2 separate regions of the Nothobranchius furzeri genome follow, and region 1 is linked to region 2. Evidence: chromatin contacts called from public Micro-C data. All regions are on one chromosome and are shown on one strand. The core of a region is the stretch at or near the end of the contact, and the rest is flanking DNA. Distances in the headings are between cores, read along the strand shown. Region 1 has its middle 12 kb from the start of zc3h14. Region 2 holds the start of ptk2bb (protein tyrosine kinase 2 beta, b).

Region 1 (2,700 bases), core at 201-2,700, 120 kb before region 2:
GTTTTTTAAAAAACTACTTCCAGTGAAAGTAATGACTTCTGGTTAAAGAGCGGGTCAATTGAGCCTCGGAGTCCTTCTCCACCCACGTATCAATTTTAAAAAATGCAACATTAGTAGGCGTTGCCTGGAGGACCGAGAGGGCGGAGCCGCGGCAGTGACGAAGACGATGGCTAACTAGACGAAGCTAGCTCCCTTCACTCTGAGCAGTGAAAAAATGCTAAAATAAAGAATGCACACATTTAAAACACTATAGACACTCATTTATACAGTTCATCAGCAAAAAAAAGTTAATTTAGACGTTACTTGCTCTTTAAGGTAATGACCCACCGTGTTATTTTTCTCTTAAATATGTACAAATCGAAGAGAAAAACGACACGGTATGGTTTTGACAAATTCAAACTACTTTTGTGCTTTGTCAATAAAGCGTATTCAAGGAAAAAAAACTTCCGGCAAAGGTAATGACTTCCGAAAAAAAAACCTACTTCCGGCAAAGGTAATGACTTCCGGCGAAGGTAATGACACTTATTTTTCCGGATACGTCATTTCCTGGCACGGCAAAGACGCCAGCTGATGTCTGCAGCCAGATGCTCTTGGAAATTTAACGTACGATCACGTGACTGTCGGAGAAACCCGAAGCAGCGCGAGAAGAGTCGACTTTGATGATGGGTTCGCTCGTTTTTCTCACCGGTACAAGATCTGGCCAGAAGAGGTGACAACATGCAAACCAATGAATAAACAAACAAACAAATAAATATATATTATATAGAAAAATAATAAAGAAAAAGGAATTCTGTGTGAATGTGTTTCACATTGTTTCACATGTTAGATTGTGAAGGTTTTATTGTAGTTTTATTTATTTTATTTGAGCCATGGTTTAGCTAATCTTTTGCACTTTTAACAGTGATTATTAATCTCTGCAGCCGTTTCCACAATCTGTGGCTGCCTTGTGGTCTACTTGCTTTTAGATAAAACGGAAACGAAGTTAAAGCCACTAATTTAGTTTATCATTCACTTTGTATTTTTGATGATAAAAAAGCCACCATACTTAGGAAATGTCTCATGAACGTATGTAATATAAAATGAGACATGTAAAAATTAAGCAACTTTCTAAATAAATAAATAAAAGTAAAAAATCAACAGATTTGTTAGTTTATTACGTGCAGTTGCATGTACAATGTCCCCAAATCCCTTTCAAAATTAAACATCAGCGTTTTATTCTCCTTAGTGACTTATTAAACTATATTAAACTGACCTGAATTATTACTAAGTTCCTGTTTATTGTGCTGAGAAACGAACACAAATATTTTCTGGAAAGTGCGACAGGCCCAAACGTTTCATGGGGCAGGGCGAGTAAATGCAATCAGCAGTTTGATCTGGTTTTGGTAAAACAAGGTCAGACAGGGAAATAAACACAAAAAATAAAACAACGTTTTGTCCACAGGGTGGCAGAAGAGACTGTTCAGAGCACTAGACTCCATAGTTTAAACCACAACTCCTTAATGGATCATAAAAGATGAAAGAATAGTTGATCAAACTCTTAATTTTAAAACCTGCTCAGGAAATTTTCTGATTGTAGGAAAAACAAAGTTGTGCCAGAAACTTTAATCACCCAACATTGTTTTAAATTGAAATTTAATTTCATTACAAAATCCTTCATCTTACATTTTAATTGCATGTGACTTTGACTTTCTAATGCCCACTGCAGCATGTTTCTACTCCACAATAATTTCCTGTTTTGCAGCCATTCAATGCCATCTAACAATGACGGGAAGGATCTCGGCTGCAGTCTAGACAAACGTCTAACACATTCCCAGTCCTGCTTCGTCTCTGTCTGCTTTTGTTTGCACAGTTCATCAACACTAGTATGCAAATCGCTGAGGAACATTGTTCTCACAAGACTTTTAGGATGAAACAAAACCCTTTAAGGAGTTAAATTTGAGTTAGCATTGGTCTTAATTACAGCTATTATTTTCATTGTTGTGATATTTTTCCACTAGAATTGTACGCATGACCCCTCACACACAACATCACTCCTTGTTCTTTTCTGTAGCCCCACCACAACTTTACTGCAGTTTTTATTCATCCTACTATTTTAATTAGATCACAGGGATGTCTGGACCTCTTCAGCTTTGTACAAAGATCCATCAGCAGGGTTGAAACATCCTCTGCAAGTCGTCACATGCTTTAATCTGCATCAATGCAATACTGTTTTTTAATAAATATTAAAAGAAAAAACAAAGAAACTTTCATAGCGGGTGTGTTTTGAGGTAGACATCGCCCTTCTGAGCTACACAGGAGGCAGAGCAGGTTGTACAGTAATGGGAAGGTTGTCGGTCTGATCCCAGCTCCCGCCAGAAAATGTTGCTGTTGTGAACTTGGGCAAGACACTGAACCCACCTTGCCTGCTGGTGCTGGTCGGAGGGACCGGTTGCACCAGTGTTCGGCAGTCCTGCTTCTGTCAGTGTGCCCCAGGGCAGCTGTGGCTACGTTGTAGCTCATCACTATCAGCGTGTGAATATGTGGATGACAAAGTGCCTTGGGGGTTGCAGAACCCTAACAAGGAACTATAAACACAGGTCATTTTGTTGGTGAGACACATTTTAGAAGAAGAAAGCTTTACCTGACCAAATGCAGATTGAAAGGAGACAGCTTGAGTCCTAGCCAATCAGATTGCTCAATTTTCCCACCTATTGCACAGAA
Region 2 (2,700 bases), core at 165-2,664:
CTGCTGCCTACATGCACACGTGCACACACACATGCATACGTGCACACACACTCAGGCTCCACAGAGGACTTTTTACTATCTAGAACATCTGTGGTCCTCCCTGAGAACTCAGAGATGTGTGAGGCATCATATATTTGTGTTATGGCAGCATGTAAATGAGCTAATAATGCAACTGAGTTATTATGCCTCTGGCTGTGTGGGTTCATAATATTATGATAGTGAAAAATATTCAGGCAGCATGAAGCTGCAGTGAAGCGGGCTGAATTCATCCATCTGTGTTGTTTATTCATATGTATTTCATACTTTTGATATGAGAAAAAAAGTTCTTTATGTTCAATCACTTGTTTTACCTCCAACACAATATTTTGCCCATTATTTCTAGATGCTCTTTTGTTGTAAACAAACTTATTATGGTTTTTATCTAGTCCTGATAAAAAAGTGAAATTAAATAAACTTTATTTATAAAAACACCTAAAACAACAAGTCTATAAACAATTGATTAATAAATCTTCTTCTTCTTCTTCTTCTTCTTCTTCTTCTTCTTCTTCTTCTTCTTCTTCTTCTTCTTCTTCTTCTTCTTCTTCTTCTTCTTCTTCTTCTTCTTCTTCTTCTTCTTCTTCTTCTTCTTCTTCCTACATTATTATTATCATCATCACAGAAATCTACCATTATAATTAATAATAAAGTATTTTTTTAAAATCCTCCAAAAGCTGAGTTAAAAACATTTCCTGTCCTAAAAAAACAAACATTTTAATTTTCTTACTTCTAAAATATTTATTTTCATATTTGTGTGACATAATATTCATTTTTTAATTGAGTTACATTTTTAGGAAACTTTTAAGATTTTATCCACTTTTTATTTTATTTTATTTTTACAAAATATAAATTAAACGTTAAATCCAGCAACATTTTAAGGCTACACTGCCCTCCTCTGGTCAGATAGCATAATTACAAAAAGAGGCACACGTAAAAGTGAACTGGAGGACCAACGAGGGAAGAAAAATATGAAGTTAAAAGTGAAAAGTTTGTTTTGGTTATTAGTAAGTTATTTTTAAGTACTTCTACATAAAATTATAAATGTATTAACCTTTTGACCCGTGCTGTGAGTTATTTTAAATGTTTTGTGTAATGAGAGGATTTGCATTAGAAATATAACAACTAAAAGACTCAAACAGCTGCTCCTGGATAACTTTGAGTTGGAAAACGGCGCAAGAACACAAGATTCCTGGAATAAGGAAGTGACTCCACCTGGAAGAGGTGAGGGAGTGGCCACCTGCCACCTCTCCTGCTGCTGACAGTCCGTGTGAGAGACGACCTGCTCGACCTCAACTTCTCTGGAGTTTTAATCAACTTTCTTCTTCACAGACAAGGAGTACGGTCAGAATCAGGTAGGAATCCAGATGTTCTGATGACTCAGTAAGGTCCTGTTCAGGTGAATTATATCAGTTTATAACTCAAACAGGGTTTATGCATCCAGTTATTGGACTTTGGGAGTCCGGATATCTGGTTTACCCATTCCATTCTTATTTGTTTTTTGTGCAGTCAGTGGTTATTCTAACGGGGCGGTGAAACACCGTGTTCTGTTTTCTGAGAACTGTGTTTAGTTGTAAAGCGTGTCTGTGCAGGTGAGGAGCAGCCAGCCACATTCCAGCGCCTCGGGTCACATTGGTGAGCTGTAGACTCTCACAGTCACAAGTCTTTTATTAAAGGGGAACATGAGAGGTCACAGAACAAGCTTGATGATGACTAGTGAATCTGGTCATAACAGCACTGTTGGAACGAAGAACGCCTGACTCCAGATCTGTTTGCTGCTGATCCTGGTGCAGACACGCTGCATGTCCTGACAGATTTACCCTGAACAGCTCTCCCAAGAAAACAGGCCGAAAGCTGGATTTATTCTCCTAAATGCAGGAAGTTGTTGGAATTTAGAATAAAAAAAAACAACCAAAAGCAATTCGAAAAGGGATTCGAGTTGTGATGTATTACTGTCTTTCTGTTTATGTTCATTTCCTTTTTCCTCAAGTGCAGTTTTGTTTTAAAGATGTGTCCCTTCCTTTGTCCCCCTCCGGGAATTCCACCTCCAGCCATCACAAATGTGTTATTCCCAGTCTCTACCCGAAAGCACAGCCTATGTTTCTCCAAGGATCTATTACCTCTACAACTTGTCTGAGTAATAAATAATCCCTCTCATTGTCCCGCTGAAGCCTCCATTGTGGCGACGTGTTGAAAGAGTTGCTTCACGACAATAAAAAGGCTCTCAATGGGAATTATTCGTTAGCATAACAACTCAAGTGCCAGCTAGACAGCGCTGAGGCTGCAATGCTGTGTGCCTGGCATGCGCATAGAAAAAAAAATAGTCAGACTGAGCTGTTTTCTAGACTTTTGTTGTTAATTCAACAAGTTTTTGCTTCAAATTTTAGTTTTCTTTTAAAGGTGTGGAACACTGAAAAAGCATTTTTTATTGATTATAATCGGTCACTCAGAGTTTTTAATGCAGGTTGAGCATGAAAATAGTCTTCTACACCTATCTCCTGCGTTAGCTTCTGAAAATCCAGAGAGATCTACGTCACACTGTCACTTCACAGTCATGGACTCGCCCATCTTGACTCACGATGGGGGAAGGCTGGTGTTGTTGTAGCGTCCAGGAAACAGCATGGAATGTCTCAGCTAGCAGGAGCTAACTGTTAGCATTAGCAACTC

Evidence for each region. A called contact is a pair of places that touch in the nucleus more often than the background predicts.
Region 1: a contact with region 2 is called in a Micro-C map of tail fin, with 14 times the contacts expected there. The contact joins the enhancer-like site here to the promoter of ptk2bb in region 2. A contact is called at or near these places in 2 of 2 Hi-C or Micro-C datasets (skeletal muscle and tail fin).

Annotation. Positions count from the first base shown.
Region 1 is chr2:1,943,606-1,946,305 of NfurGRZ-RIMD1, reverse strand. No RefSeq gene overlaps it. Among protein-coding and RNA genes, the nearest start is that of zc3h14, 12 kb to the left of the region's middle. Within about 2 kb of position 1,450, at least 2 of the 3 cell types and tissues checked have an H3K27ac peak or open chromatin away from gene starts, as enhancers often do. A contact at or near this core is called in tail fin, where this site is marked.
Region 2 is chr2:1,819,828-1,822,527 of NfurGRZ-RIMD1, reverse strand. It overlaps ptk2bb (protein tyrosine kinase 2 beta, b), which reads left to right and starts at 1,414. Exons shown (of 31, transcript XM_070542717.1): 1 at 1,414-2,700.